Regions from separate parts of the Anas platyrhynchos genome. Here region 2 is linked to region 1. A link is a contact called in public Hi-C data. All regions are on one chromosome and are shown on one strand. The core of a region is the stretch at or near the end of the contact, and the rest is flanking DNA. Distances in the headings are between cores, read along the strand shown.

What was found. A called contact is a pair of places that touch in the nucleus more often than the background predicts.
Region 2: a Hi-C map of subcutaneous adipose tissue shows a contact between it and region 1, with 2.6 times the contacts expected there. The contact joins two enhancer-like sites. A contact is called at or near these places in 2 of 8 Hi-C or Micro-C datasets (skeletal muscle and subcutaneous adipose tissue).

The regions. Positions count from the first base shown.
Region 1 is chr7:16,440,600-16,447,566 of IASCAAS_PekinDuck_T2T, forward strand. ITGB5 (integrin subunit beta 5) reads right to left here. Exons shown (of 15, transcript XM_038182240.2): 15 at 6,444-6,967. The coding sequence ends at 6,951. Among named protein-coding and RNA genes, the nearest start is that of UMPS, 10 kb to the left of the region's middle. Within about 2 kb of position 2,267, at least 2 of the 8 cell types and tissues checked have an H3K27ac peak or open chromatin away from gene starts, as enhancers often do. A contact at or near this core is called in subcutaneous adipose tissue, where this site is marked.
Region 2 is chr7:16,614,587-16,621,180 of IASCAAS_PekinDuck_T2T, forward strand. It overlaps SLC12A8 (solute carrier family 12 member 8), which reads right to left. Exons shown (of 13, transcript XM_072040812.1): 5 at 4,193-4,424. Among named protein-coding and RNA genes, the nearest start is that of SLC12A8, 13 kb to the right of the region's middle. Within about 2 kb of position 2,640, at least 3 of the 8 cell types and tissues checked have an H3K27ac peak or open chromatin away from gene starts, as enhancers often do. A contact at or near this core is called in subcutaneous adipose tissue, where this site is marked.

The DNA.
Region 1 (6,967 bases), core at 1,017-3,516:
CCTTTTTTAAACACATCTGCCTGTAGGCTAGGAGCAATTATGTCTGGTGAGATTTTTTGGGGGCTTTAGTATTTGACATTTTTCCCAGCCTTTCAGGAGATTAGGGTTATGCTGAAGTTCAAATGGAGATTTTGTGCTTGTTGTCAGTTGGATTAATATATGCAGTGTCTAAGAAGGGAAATGGGCTTGGATTTAACTAGCAGTTGAAAAACTTTCTAGCTGCCTGTGTAGGTTGAGGATAATGACCTTATCCTTTTGCATTTCATGTTCTTTGGAAGTGTGTCTCCTGTGCTTGAAGGTTTCTTACGGGGCTTATAAATCTGTTACTGTGGAAAGAGTATTAGAATTTTCTCTGTGTATGTTTTGTTTTTTCCTTGGGGCTTTTGTTTGGTTAAAGATTCTTATGTACCATGTTTAGATGGAGTTTTCCACGTATAGGAAACGTGAAGGTTCTTGTGACCACCTTTCACCACTGGAACTTGATGAGTGTGTTGTCTCCTGTGAGCTGCCCTGCAATGGTCTGCGAGTCAGGATACTTTGCATCAACTTCTAAGAAGTTTCAATCCTTTAAAGTGAATGTGGGTTCAGGGATTTGTTTGCTGTTTCTCATTAATTCCCTAATATCCTTGAGGCATGTAGCAGAAGCAAGGCTTTCTCGCTTAAACTGCTTTGCAGAAAACTGCTTTGTCCACCAGGTGGAGCCGAGGCTCTATTTTTCAAGATGGTTGATGCCCTAGCCCTTCTGTAGCCGATAGTTTCCACTGTTGATGCCAACTTGAGATATGCTTAAGATGAAACTTACCTGGTTTTCAACAACTTGCTCCCTTGTGATGCCATAACTTAGAGTTTACTAGACAGCTGCTTCAGATTTGGGTTTAGCACTGCGTGTTTTAGTAGGGTCACTGTTAGAGCACAAGCAGAACTTGGTGAGTTCAGTGTTTTCCACTAATCATGAAGTATGCATCTGAAATCTATGCAGCTAAAACCATGAGGAAGATCCGAGAGCTACTTTATCAGGCCTCTGGTGGAAAAAAAATAGCCACTGAATTTGGAGATATCGATGTGATCTAATATCTTGTTACTTTGGGAAGGTATTTGCAACTCAACTTTATGAAACAAGTTCTGAGCAACAGATCGGAAAACTATTTCTCAGTCCTGTGTTGTGCACTGAGTAAGTCACGGAAAAAGTTGTATTCCAGTGCTTCATTTGACACCAGCGTCACAAACATTTCAATTAGCAAAACAAAAACATGTTACCTCCTACATGCATTCTTGTGTCCGGATGATTATAGTATACAGGCATGTGTGCCTTTTTTTGAGGCACCTGAAAATGATTAAAAATCCATTTCAAATTAAGAACAAATGTTAATTTCCTTGCTTGCCTCTGCTGCTCACATTCGTAGCATAGTTCCTGCTGTTGGTCCCAACTGTTTCTAACATGGGAACTAGGTCACAATTTACAAAACTAATTTGCATTATAATATATGAATCTGGAAGTGCAGTTCATTCTGTGCTCTGATCAGAGCCTCGTACGGAGGCTTAAGGCTGTATTTGACTTTGTTGATTGTCACATGATCTATGTTATCTGTCAAGTAAGCGTTTATACGAACTTGCTGTCCTTAATTCACTCTGGAGGATCGTTCATAGCAGAATGAAAAGATATTGTCCTTTTCATAATGGGTAAGGCTGCGGTCAAGTGATGTCAGTGCTTGCACCAGGACGACAGCTACCTTGCTGGTATTTCTGAGCAAGTCACCGGGGACTGCATGAGAGATCAGCCCAATCTGGAATCATTAAGGAATTGTTACGTAGCACACACATTTGTATGTAATTTTCACTGTATCTTTTTTGTTGTAGGCATTTCTGCCTAGAACAAGGAGAAGCAGCATGGGTACTTTAATCAGGATAGCTGATTAAGTACAGTGTTCTACTCAGACTTAAAATTCTTGCAAAAGTCTTGATAAACCCAGCATCAAACTAAAACACTTTAAATTTTTGTCCTTAAATGTACTTGTACATAACAGTGTCAACATGCTTTAGTAGCCAATAGTTGACAGGTCGTGTTATTGTTTCCATAAACTTCCATAAAAAGTTATTGGAGACCTAAATCCAGAAAAAAATGACTGCATCACTTCCCCTTAAATGTACTTGGAAAGCCTGTTGCTGTGGGTTCTTAGCAAGTGACACAAACATTACATTTAGGAAACAGTTAGAACCGAAGGAATGTGAAATACCCAGAGGAAGTTTGTTTCCATTTCTGAGTTTTGGAGGTCAGTGACTCAGGGAAATGGTCTGTTTTGGAAGACTTTTAATTGAACTGCAGACTAGACAGGGCTGGACATCTTGTTTGTTTGTAATCACTGTTAGGTCTTGGTTGGTCTGTATCACAGTGACAAGTAGAGCTTCGTGTTCGAACTCTGTAACAAATTAAAAGTCAGTTTGCTGCCTGCTCAGGCTTTGGGTTTTCCTCTGTCTTTTGACAGGTTCCTGCAGGCTGAAAGCAGTGACCCTGCCTGCTTGTCTGGGTCGACTTTGTCCTCGCTCTTGATTCTCCATTTCTGCATGACCCGTGTCATGCTCTGAACTCATAAGCTCGTGCTGTCCACGGTCAGGCTGTGAAAATGCAGGGTTACGTGTGGAGGCTGGCCAATACAGAGGAGAGGAGGAAGCCCGAACATGGATGTAGCTGTGAAGTTCTTGCTTAGAGCACAGCTTCCTGAGCAGTGATGAAAAATAAAGCCTCAGACCACGTGTAATTGTATGGCCATAGGCTGTGCTTAGGTCAAATAGATAATGCAGGAGCAGATGAGCAGTGCGGTCACTTTTGATCTCTCCCTGTAGAAATAATAGTAGCTATACAACAGACACTTTAACAAATAGGATTGTTTAGCTGGGGAAATTCTGCTGTGTTCTCTGCAGCTGATTATTTCTGCTCTGCTGAGAGGTGTCATTGTAGAGCTGAATGGAGAAGTTTCTGTTGTGCTGGGACCAGAGGACGACATCACTGCTAATGGGAATAGAGAAAGGGGCAGGATGAAATCAAAATCTCCCTTGTATTTGTGTTTTTTTTTCTTTTCTTTTTTTGCAGATGGGCAATGAAGAGGAGGAGGAATGACAGTGAGCTTAATTCCAATGTAAAGTATGTTCAGATCAGGAAACCATGCTGGAACCCACAGGAGATGCTGGGTTGCACATGTAGTTAGTTACCTCGCCTTGGTATTTCCTGCCAGACATCTTAGTGACACTCCTCGATACGCTAGCTCATTTGCTTTCCATGCAACTGGAGAAATGCAAGGTTAAATGCGTGCAGAAGCATGAAGCATTTGTGTTCTAAAGCTTGGGCTTAGCCTCCAGCTGTTGAACACCTTCTTACTGCATCATTGTAGGGGGCAAGAAGGCTGCCAGGAGGGCATGTATCACACCTGGCTTCTGTACATCACAGGCTGCAGAGAATCTCCATGCTAACAAGGCAACAAAGGCTGTGCTTGACCTTGACTTTTCCCAAGGTGTGACAAAATAGCACTTCCAGAAATGGGAAAACACATTGATGAGACACCAAGCGAGCCCCTGGTCCCAGGGCTGTGCAGCAGCAGCCTCCAGCTGTGGCTGTGGAAACATGGAGCTGATGTTGCAATGGCATCTGGGTTCCAAGTTGGCCAGACAAGAGCTGACATTTTCCATCACTATGTGACCTGCTGATGCCTTCTGCTTTAGCTTTCATTCAGGAATGCTAGCTGTGGTCAGGCTGCGTGTGTTTAGGGACACAAATAAATGGCTGCTGATTGAAATACACCATTCCTATGACAGAGCTTGGCCCTAACCTTGCCAAGGGTACAGGCAGATCTGCTTACACAGGAAAGTAATGCTTCTCACTCACAGCATCACTTCTTTTTTGTTTATTTTATTTCTAGATGCAACCTTAAGTAGAAGCTAAACTTGGAGGGAGAGACCATAAAAATTAAAAACATGCAATTGATTATTCATTTGTATAAAGTTTCTCTGGTACCTTCTCATATTCTTTTGTTAAAAGACAAGCCTGACCTACAGGCTCAATCCTTCCCCCACCCAGATGTGGTAGCAGACATCCCTGTAGGACACAGTGGCTTGCCCGTGGTGCTGCTCTGCCTTCAGTGCCCCAGTGCTGCCAGCCAGGGAGCAGGCAGCTGCTCGCTTGTCCCTGACAGCAACTGGCCCTATTTCCTTCTTGCTGGAATTACTCTGCACTTTCTCAGAAGGGTGCCACAGGACAGACTCCCATCTTTCACTTGTTCTCCATGTTATATACCCTGGCAACTCTTCGGAGCAGTTTGTTTCACAGCTGATTTTCCCCCCAACCCCATGAGCAGGGGAAGAAGCAAAGCTTTTCGTCGCATCTCCAGGTCCCTTCCTTTCCTTCTTTCCACCCTCCCTACCCGAGTAACCTCCTAGCAGGATCAAACTTCACATTGCTGGAGCTGCCACCATTGACTGTTCTCTAAGCACCAAACTAATGTGCTAGGAAATGCCACAGCTTAAAGGTAATATGCAAAAGAAATGCTGGAAAGGGGAGCACTGCCTGCGCCTTTCCTTTCCAAATGTAAAGGAAGAAAGCAAATGGTTTTCTTTTGTTTTTAAAATGCTTGGTCCCTCACAAACTAAAGGCAGTGGAGCTGTGTTCAAAGTTTGCTGCTCTGGGTGGCAAAGCTGGCACAAAGTTCCTGCCCTACCTTTCCCAGCACTTTCCTTCCTGCTCTCCCTTTCCGTGCCTGTGAACCTTGCAAGTGACCCAAGCTAAAACTTGATCTGTAACAAACAATCTGGCCTACTTAGGATGGATTTATTTTTTTCTTGGATGCAGTATTTTTTTTAACCTTGTGTTAGCAATGAAATTTCTCAAAGCAGTGCTAGGCAGCCCGATGGTGGTAAAACCAGACTTTTTCCTGGATAGCCCTTCCCAGGTGGCCGCACTATTCCCAGGGATTCAATATGCAACAGGGCAAATCACCTTAAGCTGCCCTCATTGCCTTTCATTAAAGCACCGTGTAGGAAATGTGCAGTTAGCGTTAGCTTCCCCTGAAGAGCACTTCTGTGCCATTGCTGGCTGCTGAAATCAGCTTGCCACTGCGACAGCAGCTGCTGCTGCCCCTTTGCTGTGCTCAGACCTTTCCTATTTCTTGTGAAAGCGCAGGGAGAAACCCCTGCACCTGCTGTGTCCTGGCTCTGGGCACGACGTGGCCAGTGGTGCACAGCCTTGGTGTGCCCCAGGCAGCTCTGCTCTTGTGCCAGCCTCGTTCCCTACCCTCTGCATTTCTGCTATATCAAACCACCCTTGCTAGGTCGGATTCAGTAACCATCCTGGATTAAAAAATGAAGTGTGAGGACAGAGTGCTGTTTTGTTTTGATTTTTAAGGCCACCTGATCAATTCTGATGCTGACAGCGTGTAACTTCCTGCGTTCTTAATCCCTGTCCCTGGCTATTTTTAACATGGTTTGTTGCGCTTCTTCAGTGCTGCTGGTAGGAGGAGGGGGACCATAAACTTCTTGAAGGAAAGCTGTTTATACTGAGCAAATAAGGGCTCCTGTTTATAGAGGCAAAAACAAATATATAAAAAAAAAAATCCGGAAGGATGGGCCCGTGGCTGTCTTCCAATGAGAAAAGCAAGTCAAAACAATGAACGCCATTTGTTTTTGCTTTTCCCTGGCAAGCTTCCTTCAGCTGACTATTGCATGATCTGTTCAGGGTGAAGAGGGAAAAAAAAAAAAGCCAAAAAAAATAAAAAGCAGTAGCAATTGCTCTGGCTTCTCTCTCCTGCCTTCTGCTGAAGTCCCAGTGCAGAGCTCGTGGGGGTTTAAAGCTGCAGCTGTCATCTGGGGTAATGCAAACCCCAGCTTCAGAGGAAAACAGATGGGGCAAGAGGAACAGTTTCAGGGGAAAAAAACAAAAACAAAACAAAAGTTCTGAAATAAAAACGCTGGGCCTTAACCAGCTCCCTGCCCGGCCAGAAGCTGAGGCTAGACCCCCCAGCTCAATTCTGTGTTAAAACCTCGGATATGAAATGCTCAGAGGGAGATGTGTGGCCAGCAAGCTGAGCTAGCAGCCGCCCAGGCTGGATGCCTACTTGCAAAGCCCAAGGAGTCAGTGCTGAACATTTCCTCAGCCTAAACTCCCATTTCCCTCGGGCTTCCCCCAGCCTTCCTGCTGCTCCACAGAGCAGCTACACTGAGTGTGAGCGCTGAGCGATGTCTGGCAGTCCCCACCCTTGGTCAACAGCGCGGCGTTAAACCAACATACCTTCTGCAGCCGTCACCGCGGCTCCGGTTCCTGTTTGTGTCCTCATGCTGGGACTGATAAGGTGCTACTGATAAATAAATAAGACAGCACCCGTTTTCCTTGCAGGAGCACGCCCCGTCTCAGTCTGTCCCTGCGGGGCTCAGCAAGGAGATGACAAACTCCGCTCACAGCATCATGTATGCACAATAGTTTTATTTTGTTTTTATATAAAAAAAAATCCTAAAGACTGCAGAATTCTTGTATCCTAATTTCTTATACAAATGCTTCCAAAACCCTTCTCTTTTCTTTAAGCTAATTCCCCCCCTAACAACTTGCAATGGCGTGGGGTTCCCCTGATTTTGGCCTAGTCCCCCTTTCTAGTGGGATGGGATATGTCTAAAGCTGCAATATGGCACTTGGTTCACTTAGTTGGCAGGTTTAATATATCCGGAAAGCTGGGCTGTGGAGCCTCACGTGGCTCGGAGTCCACGAGCACAGGCGGTGAGCCTGCCTTGGCGTCGGCGTGTCCCCAGACAGCACGCTACTCTTCTCCTCACTGTGCAAATAACAGGCTTCCGTCATCGACCAGTCCTGTTGTAAGGTATTCCCTCCCCTGAAGAGGATCGGTCCCGTCTTCAAGTCGGGAGCAGCAAATACAGTCAGGCAATTGTCCACAGCAGTCCCACGTGCTGAGGCCTGATCAGTCAACCGTACCAT
Region 2 (6,594 bases), core at 1,390-3,889, 170 kb after region 1:
AGAAAGCTAAAACAGAAGCGGGTGACACGGAGGATGTGGTTTGTGCGGGGGAATGATCCCAACCAGAAGCGCTCCAGCAGCAACAGCCTAGGGGCTGCAGCGGGCTGGATGCAGGCAGGGGCTGTGCTGGGGGCCTCGGCAGGCTTCAAAGCCTCCCCACATCCCTGGGAGATGAACTGCCCGGGTTCCTGCAAGGAGAGGGGCTCAGCCCCACTTGGACAGCTCTGTGCTCACCCTAAGTGAGCTGCAGAATGGGGGTCCCAGCCCAAGCAGTGCCCAGGCCTCAGTTCCTCAGCCAGACCCTCGCCTTCCCATTATTTAACTCCCTGCCACAACAAAATCCTTATTTTTTTTTTTCCCCAGGAACATTCCAGGCATTTAAGAGGCTGTAGCTGGGGCACTTTTCCTTGTATTGCGACTCCTTTCATCTCACCAACAAAACAAAGCAGGACCAAATTAACACCAGATCTCCCCCAAAATAACCCCACCCCACCCAATTTAATCCCACGGCCGATTTGCTTTAGCGGGGTACCTGCGAGCAACTGCCAAAACAGGAAAGCAGGCGCCTAATTGAAGGGAGTATTTGGGAGTCACCCTACACAAAAATTAGCAGAGATATGCTAGGAAAATAAAAGTGTGGGCATTAACAGCAGTCTTATCTTCTTTTTCCATGACTCTAATGTTCAGTACGTGAAGAGGCCAAAAAGCTTCACATGCTGTTCTGAGGAGCTGCTCACGGACAGTGTCCTCTCTTTTATGTTCACTGCTTCCCCCAAAATGACTCGGGCTGATTCTGAGGTCTGCACCTACAGAATTAAAACAAACAGGCCAAGAAACCCCAGCACTGCTGCTCTGCCTGGAACCTGTTATTCGGCAGTGTAGCAAGCACAAGGTCCCAGCTGTGGGCCAACAAGCTGAACACTGATCTTAATTCACCTGCATTAGGTTTGGCAAGAAAGCAAGGCAGGAAGGTAACACGGGGACTCCATTTCTGGAGGTAAGACTGAGTTTTAAGGTGAGAGGCTGGAGACAGCTCAGAGCCTGGATTTTAGCTAGCACAAGAGCCCCTCTCCTCAACACTGCCCTTCGCAGGGATCCCAGTGTGGGACTATGACCCATCACTGGGGGAAGCACTGGCTGGGTCCAAGGTGGGGATTTAGGATCAACTCCAAAACCAGACAGTCCAACCTCACTCTTCCTGCAGCCTGACCTGCAGCACCCCAGCACACCCTTGGGTCATATCCAACCCCCCAGCATCCACCTCCTGCCCTGGAGATGGGTCAGGAGGACACCTCCTGTGCCCACCAGGCACCCAGCATCACGCTCCATGGTGCTTCAGGCCAAAGTCCCTGCCTGGGGTTCAGCACCTAAAGGAGGATCCTGGGCTTGGGACCACACCAGCATGCAGAGAGGAGCCAAAGTCCTTGGGGCCAGGAGCAGGGACACTGCAGCTGGTGGTCACAGTGCTCAGGTAGGTTTGCTTAAAAACAACAGCGATCCTCACCTTTCTTCTTCCCTTTTGTTAGTTTTCCCCCTTGTGTTTAAAATACACAAACACTCGTTTTTCCTGCCCTCGCTCTTTACAGCTTCTCCTCCATGTGCCACTGCAGCTTTTCGAGGTTCCTGGCTCCCCTCGGAGGCCGAGCCCTGCAGTCTCCGCATGGGACAGGAGCATCTGGAGAAGGGACCGGCACTGCCCGGGCTGGCTGCAGGACAAGCCACAGCGAGAGAGAGAGAGAAAGGAGAAATAGCAGCGGGAAGCCCTGCTGAGAAGCCCCTTTTGTGTAAATACTGCCTGTCCTCCGACTAAAAATAAAGGCAAACCACAGGAAGGGAGTGAGTGCTTGGCCCACATCCCACGTTGTGTGCGCCTGGGTGTGAGATTGGGGAACGGGGGAGACAAGTGAGGGGCCCCCATCCAGTGCAACCACACACAGGCACGGGCTTCAGGCCTTCAGCATGGACAGGCATTCCTGCAGATCACTGCAATCCAAACAATCACTGCTTGGCAGAGGCACGGGTCTTCAGTGTTCACCGAGCACTTGGAGCAAGGGGAAATGCTCCCAGCACAGCGGTGGGAGGGCTGCTGTGTGCCCAGTGCACAGCTGGGGAAACTGAGACCCAAAGCTGCCAGCAGAACTGTGGAAACCTGCCATAAACAAGGAAGCAACCCAAACCTTTGCAGCTCACAGGTCCTTCCTCCAAAATTACCCCTTCAGTGTGTGTGTAATGCTTTCCCTTGCATTTATGGATGCTGCTGTAGCCAATTAACCAGACCTGAAACAACCGTACACGTGTGAAGCCTGCAGACAGCTGATCACAGGTGCTCAAGGAGGGAAAGGCTGCAGCTAACTGCTGCCCACAAACAAAAGGACTTCTTGCTGTCACTGAAGGCCAAAGGTAATAATTTCTGTCCCCTGAGCCGTATGGTTCCCAGTGCCTCCCCCAGGGTGGCACTCAGACACGCTGCACCCCGCTACCTGCGGACAAGGGATGGTGTGATGGGTACCGACCCCAGTACATCCCAGCCATTTGTGGGGTGCTGGCAGGAGAGGCGTTTTGCCAAGGGGTGCAACAGAGGCAGGAGGCTGACCCTGACCTGGCCAGCTGGGGAGGATGAGGCTGGTGGAGGCTGGGGCTCACCATCGGTGCTGACACACCACTCAGAGGCCTGCTGGGGAAATGCAGCGCCGTGCCGGGCATCCAGCCTGAGCTCGGGATCATTCCCTCAAACAGAAGCTGTCTAAAAATAAGACAAGACAGCGCAGCTCTTCCCAGCCAGGCCACAGACCCGGCCATGTAGGCACAGAGCAGCTGGGCAGAATCTGGCCCTTCCTCGGGTCCCACACCCTCCTCTGCCACCCGCCACGGCTCAGCCACCTCATTCCTGCTCCTTTCTCTATTTTCTGTCAGAAGAAAATGGCTCAGCCATCACCAGTGGATGAAATCAAAGACAGCTAACGCTGACCTCAGCTCGGCCGTGCCTCCTGCTGACGCATGTACTCCTCTCTCTCCTCCTGGTCCCACCTTTGCTTCCCTATCGTCATCCCCCACCCTGAGCATTCCCCTTCTGCCCCTTATCAGAAAGGTCTCTGGGGCTACATGAAAGGTCTCCTCGGTGCACAGCTGGAATCTAAGCCCCTCCAGCTGAATTCTAGCTGTAAGAAGCTTGTCACAACTGGAGATCTTCCCCCTCAAGCTATTTCAGCAGGTTTCCTGAACCCCTGCCTAAGATCCTTTCGGATGCAGGGGAACCCAAGAAAAAGGTGACACCTTCTGTTTACTCAGCTAATTGCACTCGGTGATTGCTGGAGTGCTGGCTGCAGTGCTCCTCAACTCCCCGCAGCCTGCAGCAGGTTTCCCCATAACACCTCTCTCAGGATGAGGATGCAAGGAAGGGAAAGAGGATTTGGGGAGCCCCATCCCTCTGCCTTGCCAATGCCCAGCTGCCCCATGCTGAAGACCCCACTGCAGGCTGCAAACAGGCAGGGGAAGGTTAATGGGGGAAACTCTTCGGAACCCCAGCAACTCTCTTCCCCACCTCACCTGTCCCTGTCCTGAGCAGCACATAGATGATGCTTCCTCAGCTGGGAAGCCTGGGGCCAGCACTGACCACACACCGCAATGCCAGGGCTTAAGGGATGCCACACACCTCCTGTGAGAAAATCTCCATGCCAAGTTGGAGCTGCAATAGTCACGGTGCTGGGCAACCTGCTCTGGGTGGCCCTGTATGAGCAGGGGGTTGGAAGAGATGACCTCCAGTGGCCCCTTCCAACCTCAGCCGTTCTGTGATTCTGTAATCTTACGTTTTCCCCAGCACAATACTTAATGCAAAGTCAAACAGCAAGCAGGTTACAAACCTCAATCACAAGCACAGCAGCTCTCAGTTGCTAGAAAACCTTCAAGGGCAATACAAGTATAACAAAAGCACATGTTAAAAGCTGGATTCCTCAGGTTAATTGCCAAATTAATGACTTATCTTCAGGTAATGCTCTGGAAAAACTTATTCCTTGCAAAATTAGGGGTCATCTCTTACAGACTTGGTACCAAAGCACAGGAAAGCCACATCTGGCAGCCCTGAGCTCTACCTCTGTCTGGATGTACACCTTCACAAAGACCCCTATAGAAAAAAAAAAACACAAACATACAACCAAGGTGCACTGATCCCAAAGCTCAGGACCCCCGGCTTTACCTGGATCAAGGTGCGAAAAGGACCCGATGACAAAGTCCAGCGTCGAGACAGCCAGCAGCAAGAGCAGCAGGAGCTGGAGGCGGATGATCCACTTCACTCCTGCCAGGTTGATGCCGAGCAGCCCCAGCAGGACGGCCAGGGAAATGCCCCGCACTGCCCAGATGTTGCTGAGGCTCAGCACATCCGCGATGGACTCCGCAAAGCCCGTGATGTACATGGCACCTGCAACACACTGAAGGACAGCAGTCTGTGAGCATCCCGTGGGTTTAGTACCCACAGCAGGCAGGCATTTGTTATCACACGACAATATTTAAGGCAACTCTGACCCACAGGGACTGAACCTTATTACTACAACAGAGCCCGCTGTCAGGGCAGTATGGGGAAGGCAGCACATGTTCTGCTTGGGTAAACACAGCAGCAACCAGCAACTTCCCACTGGCTTTAAAATTTACCCTCAATTAACTTCCCAAGAGAAACCCCCCTGACATATCCAAGGAAGAAAAGGATGGGTCAAGCTCTGTAAGCTTCTTCCCTTCTCCTATTTCTCTCAAAGAAAGGCTCTTGGTCAAACACCTGCCTGAAGAATGGCTGCATGCCTCCCCCTTCACTGCCTCCTAAGGTTTATTTTTAACTCAGTATTTCGTTTGGATGCAAAGCCTGATGTTTCACCGGCTCCCCATCTTGCTACTGGAAGGCAGCCTGCACACTTGAGGAGAGCACACTGTGCAGCCCATGCCCCCTGAGCACTTGGGAAAGCCGTTTGTTTTTCTTGCTGCAGAGCAGGATGAGCACCCTTCCCAGGGTGGCTGGCAGGCTGCAGGACAGGACAGCTGCAGTGCAGGAAAACCACTGCAGGTTCAGGCCTCAGATCACCCTGCAGGGCAGGGTAATTCCTCTCTTGGGAGAGCATCATGCCTTCGGGGATCTGAGCCTCCTGACCCACCAGCCTGCTCTTTTGCTTAGGTGACAGCAGCCAGGTGACAGGGAAGAGATGAGCTTCATCATGCACCTGGAAAAAGTTTCTGATCAGTGCATGCTCGTGCACTGTTTTAGGCAAACAACATACATGGGATTCACCTGTTTGGGCTCAGACACCTCCAGGACCACCAAGCTGCAGAAGGATTCATTTCCACCACAGGCAGACATCTCATTAAAAAAAAAAACAGGGGGCACACACGTCCTAAACTATGTTCCTATCATTTACTCTGATGTCAGCTTAAATGCTTGCAAGCGGTTAAGACATAACATTATTATTTTTCTTCTCATAAATGTCATTATCCAGATAGTCTAGACAAGAAAGTTAATTGTCCAGGAAAGTGATTAGATCGGCCTATATACGCTGGTTTTTCGAGTGTGAAAATGAGCTAGTCTCCACAGAATACATTTAAGCCTCATGATTTCAATGCCTGCAATAGCTGTACTTCTTGGAGAAACCAGATTTATGCGACAGTTCTAGCAGAACAGACCTCGCACAAGTCAGGTGAACTACACCCTGAAATAGTCTTTTTCTTGCTGATAGCCCCACCATAAACATCTCCACCAAAGACATCTCAGGCCCTGCAAAGTGAATGCCTTGCTTTAGCACCAATACATAAAAATCTGTTTGTTTAGGCTCATTCTATATCCCCAAATAAGTGGATTTTCTCTTCTTGTGTTTGGCACAGCCTATGTGCCACCACTAAGAGGACAACACATGTACTGCCCACACACACTCTTCTCAAAACAGGCTCTCTGCTGAGCTGGCTGAGGTTGAACCCTGAGCCCACACAGCTCCAAGGGGGCACACAAACACTGCACTTCAGATTTGAAGTAAAGACAAAACCATAAAAAAAAAAAAACAAAAAAAAACCACCAGATTCTAACTCCAATAAATGTATTAAAACAAGGTGTGGTGGCTGTGTCTCACACGAAGAAAAGCACCACAGGCAGCAAGCAGGATGGTTGCACTCCCAGTTCTGACCAACACCATTTTTTGAAGGAGTTAAATAAGATTGCTTTACTTCCCTAACACCAACTGCAATGTGCCACTTCTCCGTGTTAGGAGGACACTTGGAAGGAAGTAGGCCAGGAGAGAACTTGTGATAGCCTCAACATGACAAATGTTCTTGAAACCTTCCCCTCGATAAAACACGAGCATCACCAGCAGACCAGGTGGTCGGGTGCTGCAAAGCCCCCCCCTGCACCTTGCACAGCAGTGGCCATCACCGCAGCAGCACTGCAAGAAAGGCTTCTTTCTCAGGGTTTGAACTACCCATCTTGAAATCAGAAGTGAACTACACTGAATGCTTGAAGCAGTCAGCTTGCGTTTGCAAGCCACACATTTTGCTGGGTGAAGAACATAGTGGGTTTTCCACACCCAGACAAGTGCTGCCTCATCTTAGCTTTTAGCACGAAGCGATCTT